Regions from separate parts of the Mus musculus genome. Here region 1 is linked to region 2. Evidence: chromatin contacts called from public Micro-C data. All regions are on one chromosome and are shown on one strand. The core of a region is the stretch at or near the end of the contact, and the rest is flanking DNA. Distances in the headings are between cores, read along the strand shown. Region 1 holds the start of Wnt2 (wingless-type MMTV integration site family, member 2). Region 2 holds the start of St7 (suppression of tumorigenicity 7).

Region 1 (6,129 bases), core at 2,588-5,087, 340 kb after region 2:
TTGAAGCTGGTACCTCTTAGGGCAGCATTATGACCCAGCAAGAAAGGGCTGAGTTGACTCTATGGAACCAGCCGTGAACAGCAAGAACTAAACCCTGAGCCCTGTCTCCTCACCTCCATATGCCGCAACCCTGCCCAGTAATTATAATACATTTAAAAAATTTAAATTGCTTCCTTTCATCTGTGATCTCAAGGCTGGTTTTTTTGTACCCGTCCATAAGCAAAGGACTTCACGGACCTACAGGTTAATCTTGTATAAATGAGAAGCCTCACAAAGTTAAATTAGAAAGTATTGATCTATTTTAATGAGTAAAAACCTACAACCAAGAGAGTCTATGGTGAATTGCCATGGGCATTTGCAAATTTTCATTGACAAGGTCCAGCATTAATTGATTTACTGGTGAACTACCCTAGGAGAAGTCTTAAAATTCCACGAGGCTGACATTTGCTATTACCCTTTCAAAAATCTGCGATGTCATATCGAAACTCTAAAAGGAATGCATAAGAGTATATTTCTTAAACGAGAGAAATAAATTGCAGAATATCACACAAATTAACTTTAGGGAGACTCTTAAGAGTGAGAGGACTACGCCCTTGGGGGATTTTAGAGGCATTCATTTATGCATTTGGCCTCATAAAACCCGAGGGCTACGTGAATGACATGACAGAAACACCCTCTGCTAAGCGTTTCCAAGCGCACAGCCTGGATGATTTTCTTGGGAATGGGAGGGATTTGGGTGGGCAAAAACAAGTGTAAAGTTCTCTGTTTCTGTCTTTGCATGTAAATTGTTGTATTTCTAGTCTAATCTTGCAGTAACGAATGGGCAGAGTTATTTCTTGTAGAAGGCTTCTCTCTCACCAGTTTAGTGGATGAGTATTACTTCCAAGTAAAAACTGATTTTAATTCATTTCTCGATTATATGCTAATAGATCACTAGCTTTGATTTTCTTTTGATATCCAGACACTTAATGACTCTTAACTACCTAATTAAGAAAATGTTAAGTCTCCAAGAGAAGTAGAAATCTCCATATTTAAAATCGTTAGTCCTCTTTCATAAATATTTTTATTGCCTAAAATGTAGCTGGAAAAACAATAATAGGTTCTCACTACAAGTTTACCTAGTCAGTCTTCGTAACAAATGAATGGGACCTACAACACACGGGCACCAATCAGAGTGCAAATAGTACAGGCTAGTCCCTGCCCTTGTGGAATTTACATTCTATGGAAAATACTGAACAGAGTGCCATTAAGAATGAGCGGGGAGGGGGGGGGGCTTTGAGTACAGGTGCAGGGAGGGCCAGGAGAAGGAGACTCACTTCGGAGGAGGACCCGGCCAAAGAGGCTGTGATCTCTGTCCAGGGTGTTGCAGTTCCAGCGATGCTGGCGGAACTGGTGTTGGCACTCTGCAGTCCACTCAGCCACACCCAGGCCAATGGCACGCATCACATCTGGGTGTCGGTGGCACAGCTGACGCTGCCGGCTCACCAGGCCTGGCACATTGTCACACATCACCCTGGAGGAGCCACCTGTAGCTCTCATGTACCTGGAAGAGACCAACAGGAAGGCAAAGTTGATGTTAACAGACAGGCCAGACGTGATGCTCCCTGGGAGACTAGCCCTGCAGCACTATTTGAGGATGAATTGCTTATTCCCTGGTAACATTAAAAGGCAGGGGTTATTTGATTGTCATTCAGTGAAGAAACAGGCAAGGGGAGCACGGCCAATGACGGGGTCAAAGCTACCCTCCAATACAGTGGATGATTATCTCCCAGAGCTGGGGCCACCAAATGAAGCCTTGGACAGGGAGGCAGAGGCAGTAGCATTGTGAAGATGGGGGCTTGAAGGGGGTGGGGCAACACATCTCTCTGTGTTAGGGAGAACACAGAGAGAATTTCAAAGACGTTGCCATATGTCTGTCTTTGGCTTTGGGGGAAGCTGATCTTTAGAAGTTCCTCACTCCCATTTGTTGATCCTAAATGTCTTCAAAACCTGCCAGCATGTATCCTCTTAGCACCTGCTGGGATCTAATGCTACAGTCTTCTTACAAACATAATATCTTTTCCATATTAAAAAAAAAATCCTCAAAATGGTTTCCTTTTCTGGCTCTTTTTTTTTTGGCATTTATAGAAACTTTTGGGGAGAAAATATCTTTTCTATTGTTATCACCAGCACTAAATATTTGAAAAAAAATCAGCATTATAGCTCCATAAAGTATTTTTTGAAAAGAAACTTTAACAAAAAAAATCACATTATCATCTCTAGGCAGATGTTCTCCATTCGTGGTGAGAGGTTTAGAAAGGCACCTTTTATACAACCCAAGTTGCCATAGGTATCTTTTGAAAGTGGCCAAATAAGGAATATATCTTTTTTTTGCATTCCCATTATTTTATATAATCATAAAATCATTGCAGCTGTGACTCAAAAAAATATATTTAAGTGACAGCTGAGAGACAGTGTGACAAAATGCCCAGCGGTAAATAATGTTTATACACACATGGAAACAGAAATAATCATTTTATTGAAAAAAATGATCAGTCTGATAAATCAGTCTTTGATCCTGTGTCAGCAAGGTGAAGCCTAAAGGCCTTCATGTTCAAAGATCTTAGAAAGGAGCTGACCCCCCACCCCCTCTTACCATCAGTGCTTCCCTGTTCCTCTCAGGCATTCTGGAATCTAAATAGTCCATTGATTTTGTCCTGTACTGTATTTGGTTAAGATCCTTACCGTTGTCAAACACAAAAGCACGCGCGCGCGAGCGTGTGTGTATGTGTGTGTGTGTGTGTGGCCAATCTTTCTGAATTGTTATCAGAATACTTTAATATCTGATCTGGAACTTTATGTACAAGAAAGTTTCAGAGCTCAGAACTCCATCTCTTTTCCAGGTCAGAAAGTTGAGAGATGGAGGCGATTTCTAGATTGGCAGAGTGTACGCATAGTAAATCACATATCCGCCTATTGAGACAGCAGCAGTTACACTTTAGGGAGACAGTTTTGAGCAGGGTAGCATAATGGGCACCTCAGTCCCAGTAGTTTTGCATCTAGGCAATAGTCTCTACCTGGAGGCTGCTTCACTAGGGTGAAGCACGAGGAATGCGGAAGGCCAGGAAAGAATACAAAATCACAGGCTTAAGGTTCTACAACTCCAACAGCCTGGACTGAGCTCTCTTGAGGCAGTTTTTGAAGTCGTGGGTGTGGGGGGAGGCAGTTGTAGTTTTCAAGGTGAATTCACACACACACACACACACACACACACACACACACACACACACACTGCTAGAAGTTACAGCTCAGGCTAGCACATTTCTCAGTGGAATAAGGTATTGGCTGCTTTTGCTGTCACTCAGCTGGCTCCAAACAAGCGAACATTAAATCCCTCATTTGTGGGGCATGTGAATTGTTTTGGAGTTGTCAAAGCTAAAATGGGTTTTTGAGAAAAGCAAAGGGGTTCAGCTTAGGATGCTGTGCTAAGACATGGTTGTTTCAGAATCCACAACTGCCGGGACTGGGAATCAGCCAGGGAGGGTCTCTACGACCAGTAGGGTCCCCACTCCCATCTCCAAAAATCCATCAGCACCGCGCCCATATGCGGGGACTTACCACCATGAAGAGCTGACCTCAGGGGTGAGCCAGGTCAAGAGCAGAGGGAGCCAGAGCCAGATTCCACCGAGAGGGACGTTCATATTAACCCCCTTGCGTCTACATCAGGTCAGACTCCGTGTGCGGGCGCCATGCGTGCCCGGAGCAGAAGCGCTCAGCTCCGGGAGCGCCTCGTCACGGCTGCCGGCGCCTCTGCGCCCCCGCCCCCCCGCCGCTCGCGTCTGCGGCTAGTGGTGAGACTCACTGATAAAGTTTCAAAAGACGAGCCCAGCGAGCGATAAAGGGCAGCCCGGGGCCGCCTCGCCCACAGCCAATTCCCCAAGCACTGCGAGCGCAGGCAGCCCCGAGCTCTGCTTGCCTCCCGCGCACCCTGTCCTTTCCGTTCCCCTCCAGGCGCAGCTAAAGAAGGGGGCGCCTACGCCGGGCGGGGGCGTAGGGGGCACTGGGTTTTATTGAGGAGTGGAAGAAACGATGGCAAGAGCTATCTCCGGGTGAGGAGGGGCAGAGGAGGTGAACAAACCTCGGAGTGGCCCGGAGCAACATAGAGGCAAAAGCACCTTTTGGGAAGTTCCTAGCCAATGATACACAGTATGTTAGGGCCACCACCAGAACCTAGGCTCCACTTTGTCAAGGCTAAGAGTTTCTGCTAAACTGAGGTTCGAGCAAGATCGTGTGTAAGGGATGGGAGGGGTGAGGAGATAATTGCCCATAGGATAAAAGAAAACAAAAATGATTTCCAACTCATTGCTTTGAGCACTGGGAGATAGATACTCATGGGAATTGGGACCTGCCATGTCTGACCACCCAGTGTCTGACCAGGTTGAGAAGGAAAGCCTAGGCCCCGAAAATGAAGACCTATGGCCCCGATCCTGTGTGCCATACATGAAGGGAGTAGGGGAGAGGGGCTGGGACCCAGGAGATCTCAAGCAACAGTTTCAGTCTAAGCGCCCTTGGGAAGATGTGGCTTTTACGCACACACAGCTCCTCCTTATGCTGTTGAGGGAGTGCAATAGATGACAGAGGGGCTCCTAGGCAGCCAGGTATCTATCTGCTCCCTGGCTTGGACTGCATCTCTCCAGGCAGGGTGTCCAACCTGTGCGTCTGGCTGAAGTACAGTGAAAATACAGTGACGCGGGACCTCGGACCTGGGTCCCTACAGAGTAGAGATGGGGCTTGGGCCCAAGGGTGGAGCATCTTGAACAGCAACTGGCTTGAAGCCTTGTGGTTTATCACCGGAAAGGACAGACCAGGAACTTACAGCGACCTTGAACTGTTCCATTGCTCTTTTCCTGGGGCGGGGGCCCCACCGCCACCACCACTACCCAGGAGCGTGCCCGGGGGAATGGGGAGTATGAAGGGGTTGTATGGTCATTGTATATCGAGCAGGCACGCGGATAGGAAGGATAACGGTACTCCCCACCCCATCCGCATCTTCCACCTCTTGGGCCAGGATTCGCCAGAACGTCAGCTATGGCCCAGCACCGAGCAAGCAAGCGGTGAGAGGCTGGACGAGGCACAGCCCACAGATGCCAAAAACCTGAAAGATGCTGTCATCGCCACCCCCTTCCCCCTCTCTGTCCATGGCAGGTCCGGCCCCTCCCAGGCTGACCCAGATACATCCCCTTTTGGGTCCGGAAAGGGAGGAGAGGGAAACAAGCACCGCGCCACCCACGACTCGGGAAGAGCAGGGCTCCGCGCCAGAGCTGCTCCATATCACTGGGCTGCGACCCAGGGGAAGTTCTGCTTCGTCTTCGCTGGGCGAGGGAGGGGGTGAGCTAGGCTCTGAGAAGGAGCGCGCGCTGACTGGGGAGGGCCGGGATCGCTCCCAACAGCATTACCTCCTGCACCTCAATTTATGGTCACCAGCTTCTTCCCGAAGGAAGCAGAGGAAAGAGCTAAAATTTATCTTCACCCGCTGCCGCCATTCTAAGTTTGTTGAAGTCCTGAAGTTTCACTTCTAGCAGTAACTGAAACCAGGCACTAGATGCGATTTTAGGGGAAGGTAGACAGGTTACAGGCTTCAACCGTGGACAATGAAAACTTTGAAACTCCAGCTCACAAGTCCCACCCGTTCCAGCACGTCCTGTCCTCACAGCTCAAGGGCTGTTAGAAACACATAGAGTGTGACCATAGTTTAGGATCCCTTCCTCTCCGCCCAGGGAATTATATGGCCAGGAGACCTGCCCTTCCGTGGATGGTGAGGCCAATGGAATGACCTAAACCTGAAACAGGCCTCCTAGAAAAGGGATGGACCATTCTTAGAGCCAATTAAATCCTCCCCAAAGAGCTTCACGAGGAAGCGCCACATGCCTTGCTGAGTACAGATCAGTTTTGGTCAAAGGCAAAAGGCTAAAAAAGTTCAAGAAAGGCTAAACCCAGATGTGCAAAAAGGCCCACCCAAACACCCCTTCTGACCTGTCTGGAGGCAGTCTGAACCAGATGACTGGTCTCTTCCAGATCTGTGATTCCACTTCTCTCCCTACTCCACCCCTAGCCACTGATGACCCATTACATAGTCCCATACAGCATCTC
Region 2 (6,019 bases), core at 3,392-5,891:
GTATCAGTTATAAATACACATTCTTCTTTATGTACAGGATTGTACACTAAGGGTGTTCTTCTCCCCAGGCCCATGCTACCTGAAAAATCCTTTCGGCTACACATGGACAGCTGAAAGTTCTTCTCTTTAATACTCTATGAAAGATGAAGTTGCCAGGTGGTGGTGGCTCATGCCTTTAATCCCAGCACTTGGGAGGCAGAGGCAGGCAGATTTCTGAATTTGAGGCCAGCCTGGTCTACAAAGTGAGTTCCAGGACAGCCAGGGCTACACAGAGAAACTCTGTCTCAACCCCCCACCCCCCAAAAAAACCAAACAAACAAAAAACAAACCTCCCAAAAACAACAAACAAAAAAACAAATATAAAAAATAAAAAGGAAAGATGAAGTTGGCTTAAAGTAGTTTTTGTTCCAAAGACAAAATTGGAGCTTTAGTTACTGAATTTTATGTAAGTCACTAAATAAGAATAACCATTTATGTATATTGTTACTTATAAATTTATGACATCCACCAACTAATTCATAAGCTCTACTAGTGAACATGGTTGAGATTTTTCAAAGCAAAACAAAAAGTTAAAAAAAATTATTCCTGGTGTTTAAAGCTTAGATGAACTCTGAAAATAACTTATAAAATTAGACTTTAAAACAAAGTACACAGTTTAGAAAGGTTATGGCATAGATACTCTCAAATACCACCTGTAAAATAAAAAAAAGATCAACTTTAAAAGAACTTTTGAAGCTCTTGGTAATAAGCATTGGTTTCTTATTCCATTTAAAGCTAAGTACAGGATTCAAAACGGTTATAGCCTAGATGCTATCAAATACCATTTAAAAGATAAATAAAAGAGATCTACTTTAAAAGAACTTTCGGAGCTCGTTGCTTATGAGTATTCGCTTCTTACTCCACTCAAATATTTCATCAATGCAACATACGTTTTGGGCTGGGGAGATGGCTCAGTTGGAAAATGTGTGTGTCTTGCAAGCATGAGGATTCAATTCAATATCCATAATCAAAAGCAATCAAAAGCAAGGCACGGTGTTGTGTGCTTGTCATCCTGGCACTGGAGAAACCTGTAGGAGGACCAGCAGTCTCAATTAATCTGCACCCCCGAGATCTCTCAGACACTGGACTTACAAGGCTACTTACAGAAGGAAGTGTTTACTTTGACTACTTAGAGTTTCAGCAGGTTAGAGTCCATGATGGTCAAGTGAAGGCATGGTGGCAGACAGTCAAGTGTTCATATCTTGATATGCAAGTAGCAGGCAGAGAGTCTCACTGGGACGGCTTTAATCATCTTTTCAAAGTCTGCCCTTGTTGACACACCTCCTCCAACAAGGCCACAACTCCTAATTCTTCCCAAATAGAGCCATTCTTTTATTATTATTATTATTATTATTATATTTATTTTTTTGAAACAGGGTTTCTCTGTATAGCCCTGGCTGTCCTGGAACTCACTCTGTAGACCACCAGGCTGGCGGAAACTCAGAAATCTGCCTGCCTCTGCCTCCCAAGTGTTGGGATTAAAGGCATGCATCACCACTGCCGGGCAATAAGTGCTATTCTTACTCAAACTACCATAGGAATGATAACCAAAGTTGTCCTCTCGCCTCCACATGCACATACATTATCCATGTATCACCATCACACAATTTTGTTATTGTGCAAGCATCATAGAGCACTCATACTGAGGTGGCTACAATGTCACTCTATAATATTCTGCAATGACTACCATTGTATATGAGGTCCAATCATTTTCCCAAGCCTTGCTATACAGTGCATGCCTGTATATAAATCAGTCTAAGAAGAATTTAGGAATATGTTGTTTTAACACAATTCCCAAGGGTCTCTTAACTCATGTTATCTAATTCAGATATGACTATGCCCATAGTACAAACATTCAAAGAAGCTTACCATAAAGGAAAACCCATTAGATCTCAAAATTGAGCTTTGAGTTAAATCTGTTTGTTAGGAATGGGAATGTAAGGTTATTTGTAAATGGAAGATCTTGTTTCTCTCTTCATTCCTTTACATGACCTTGAGTGTTTATTGAACGCCATGTGACAAACAGTACTGTATGTGCTAGGAGGTGAGGGAAACTAAAATTAACCACAAGTTGCTTCACACTAACGGCCCTACTTTACTGGCAGAGAAAAGCGTGGCGTGTGCAGGTCATGCATAGCACTATTGGTATATATTTCATTCAGTCTATACCAGGTCCCTTTGGAATAGGAACAAAGGAATCCACAGTACAGATGAATAAACTGTGTAGCTCAAGGGCCATTAGCAACTTTCAAGAAGCATCCCACTAGTGATTGGCAAAATCATGAATAAAGCCCTATACCTAGTAGGCCTATGCTGTAATGGCCCACTACTAGCCTCCTGGTGCTGCATCTTTCAGAAAAGGATGAGTGGTGTGATGGTCTGATGGAATTGGTGTGTCAAAAGAGGTCGTACATCAATGGAATCTCTGAAAAATCTGCTAATAGGAACATGTTGCCTGGCTGGGAAGGGCAGCCAGAGAAATATATGACAGGTAGTATGGAGCAGGAGGACAAAAGTGCCCGGCAAAATACTATATGCCATCTACATATCATTTTTAGATAGATGATGATGAGGTGGTGGTAGTAAAATTGGTGGTAGGAACCCACAACATAGTTCCCTCTAGGTAACAATCAGGCTGTAACTAGAGGCCATTGCTGGGAGAAACACAGAGGTGATCTGAATCTTGATGTCTTAAGGCCCAGTATAGAATGGAGAAGAGAAAGGAGAGGAAGGAGGGGTTGGTTGACTGGGGAATTGGCTTATGAAGAATATAGTATGAGAAGTTCCATGAAAGTCTTGGAGAACCAGAGAGTAGGTAGCGCCGCTCAGGCTAATTTCAAAGAATGACCCATGGTAGGGAAGGGGAGCTTAGATTACAACCTACAGTTGGAGTCTGGAGGCCTGAAGGTGGCACTGGTCCAAGTCCTGGAGTCTAAAGCCTGGAGTTCTCATGGCCAATGTCAACAGAAGAAGAGGTCAAAATGCCTCTTCTGTGGTAGAAGGAGAGTACATTCTCTCTAGTTCTATGGTCTCCAGGTTCTTGAATGGTACTCACACACACTGAAGGTGAACATTCCCCATCAAATGTGCTCACACTCACTTCTCAGTCTCTTCTGGAAAGACCCTCGCAGGCAATCCCCAAACCACTCCTTAGTGCAATTGAGTTTGCCACCTGGAACTGTCACAAACAGGCCCCACATCTACAAATTAACTCAGCCTGTTTTACTATGGAAGAAACTACAAGTCCTTGTAGGAGCAGAAAGGTGTAACACCTCTCCACACCCACTGTAAGGGCCGCAGCCAACACTCCCATATATCAGGATGCAAAAGAAAAAGCATGATAAATGAAGCCTGAAAGAATTTGAGAAACCTCTTTTCGTTCAGGTAATAACGTGAAGGTGACAGGCTGAGGGGAAAGGTCTCGCAAAGCCGGCATGTCCACATTCTTGGCCTCTCCCTAACATTCTTTCTTCTGGAGGTTTTTGAGGTAGAGTGTCCTGGAATGAGGGGCTTCAAAGGAGGAGGGGGAAGGGAGAAAAGATCGAGCTTTCCATGTTTTATAGTTTAGTCTGAGGGAGATGCATTCTGATTTCTACAATGCACCTTGAAGTAGGGGAATTTTGGTTTCCGGGAACTGGCTTTGCTTTGGGGGACACACAAGGTATGAAAAAAGGACAGGAGCTCAGAGACACCTTGCTTCTGAGGCCTTTCCAATTCCCTTCCATTCAAGGCAGCCAGCACGCCAGCACAAGGTGTCCCATTTTGAGGTAATGCATTCTGAGCTTAATCATGAGCAATATAAAAATTATAATAAGGTAAGCTGTTCAGTGATGAATTTTAATGTCTTGGTTATAGTTGGGAAAGTCTGCGTTTGCTTCATTTAACATTGAATACATTAAAAGTCAAGAAACAGACTCGGAGCTAGCACCTAAAGCCTTGTGTAAAATATACTATTTTATTTAACCGTGGGAAAATGTTCATAATGTGGTTTTATTTTTATTCATTTTTCATTAGGTTCTGATGAAGTACGCCAAAGTTAAACTAGGGAATTGCTTATATGTTAAAAACAAAAACAAAACGAGTAAAGACTTGTTTGAATGGCGATCACTTGGAAAATAGGAAGAAAAAGAAATACGTATGTTGTCAGTTTCTCTGGAAAACCCTTCACCGTGCTGTTTGGGAAAAACAAAACAAATAGCAGAAGCTAGTACAAAGGGAACCAAAATTTCTCTTCAGGCCTAATGAGCAGGAGTGCATCTCTTCTAGCTCGTCTGGATTTCATTGATACCTTTAAGCCCCAGTCCTGGGAGACACAGCTTTAAGACTCCTGGAAACCTTGTTTACGTCCTGGAAATCTTGATTGCAACCGAATTCTGACTCCACTTTAAGGTAGACCTAGGAACGCTTTGGGCCTCAGTTTCCCTCCGTCTATCACCCCAGGACCTGGCAACTGTTGCAGGCTCCCCCCCCAGACATTACAAAGTGTGTGGAGCACGCCCGGCTCTCGGAAGCGCTCTACACCCGCGAGCTGTTACGTCAGTGGGTCCCTCGGCGGCGCCCGGGCTGTCCTCCTAAAATACTAGTACAAGAAGTATAAATGGCCCGGGAGAGTGCAGGGACCGGGCCCACGTGACCGCTCCACGAAGGCCACCGGCGGGGGCTCGGAGCGCAGGCCGCGCGCTTTCCCGCCGCATCCGGGCGCCGGGCGAGCTCCGGGGACGCCGGGCCCTGGCGGCGGCGGCGGCTCGAGCCGTGCCTCGGGCGGGTGAATCATCCCGGCCGACAGCGAGCGCCGCGGCGGCCCGTAGCAGCGCCGGAAGATGGCCGAGGCGGGCGCGGGCTTCCTGGAGCAGCTCAAGTCCTGCATCGTGTGGTCGTGGACCTATCTGTGGACCGTGTGGTTCTTCCTCGTGCTCTTCCTGGTCTACATCCTGAGGGTGCCCCTGAGGATCAACGACAACCTGAGCACAGGTCAGGCCCGGCCCGGCCCGGCCCGGCTCCGCTCGGCCGCCCCTCCCCCGCCCCGGGAAAGTTAGTGCAAAGTCGCGCGGCGGGGTCGCGGCCGGCGGGGACGCGCGCTCCGGGACGCGCCGCCTCAGGTGGCCGCCGCAGCCCCGCGGCCTTCGCGAGTCCCACCCCCACCCCCGCGCGCGGAGTGTCCCCTTCCGTCCCCGCGGGTCCCCGCCGAGCCCCGGGAGCTCGCGAGTCTCGCCGGCGCTCGAGCGTCCGAACCGCGCCGAGGAGGCATGTCCTGCTCCCGGCTGCGCCGCCAGGGCCCACGCATGGCTCGGGCCGAGGGCGCGCGCGAGTGGAGAGAGAGCCTTGTCCCGGAGGGTGTCGCTGTGGTGTGGACGGGGAGGGCATGTCCGTAGGTCCCTCTAGGAGCGTGGATGACGTGTCAGGTCACCCAACGGAATGTCGAGGGGACACGCGGACCGCGCGCGGGGAATCTGGAATGTCTGACGTCCCCAGCTGAAGTTGTCCTGTTCTCGGCTGAGCCCTCTCTAAAGCGCGCGGGGCTAAACAAGTGTGCATGTATGTGGTGACTGTGGTCCTGATAAACTTGCAGCAGGCCACCCCAGATGTTAAAAACCAAGGAGGGCAAACTTAGGCTAAGGACACCCCAGAGACAATTCAGAAACAAAATGCACGTTGAAGGAAGGCTTACAGCCCTTTGAGTCTGCAAATTTTATTGCACACTACGCTGGGAAGTCTTTACAGTTCTGACTTATTTACAGACATAGATACACATTCACATATATCTGTCTTCTGTTATTTTAATTTGCATTGTCTACAATACCAAGGTTGGAAATGAATTTCCCATGACCATAACTGGAAATGGAGGACCAGTGGGAAGTGGACCCTTTTAGATGCTTGCCACAATGTACTCATTTTGTTTAACATTATAAACCTCCTTTAATGTGAACCTGTTGCTGACTATGTTTGTTTCATAGTATCCTTTGGATGGTCTTTTTGGGAG

What was found. A called contact is a pair of places that touch in the nucleus more often than the background predicts.
Region 1: a Micro-C map of embryonic stem cells shows a contact between it and region 2, with 3 times the contacts expected there. The contact joins the promoter of Wnt2 here to the promoter of St7 in region 2. A contact is called at or near these places in 5 of 39 promoter capture datasets (the 3T3-L1 cell line, cranial neural crest, hippocampal neurons and 2 more), 2 of 484 Hi-C or Micro-C datasets (embryonic stem cells and myocytes) and 1 of 115 datasets of contacts at active chromatin or transcription factors (embryonic stem cells).

Annotation. Positions count from the first base shown.
Region 1 is chr6:18,026,608-18,032,736 of GRCm38.p6, forward strand. Wnt2 (wingless-type MMTV integration site family, member 2) reads right to left here and starts at 3,838. Exons shown (of 5, transcript NM_023653.5): 1 at 3,598-3,838; 2 at 1,317-1,543. The coding sequence starts at 3,680.
Region 2 is chr6:17,689,353-17,695,371 of GRCm38.p6, forward strand. It overlaps St7 (suppression of tumorigenicity 7), which reads left to right and starts at 4,642. Exons shown (of 16, transcript NM_001289624.1): 1 at 4,642-5,010. The coding sequence starts at 4,860.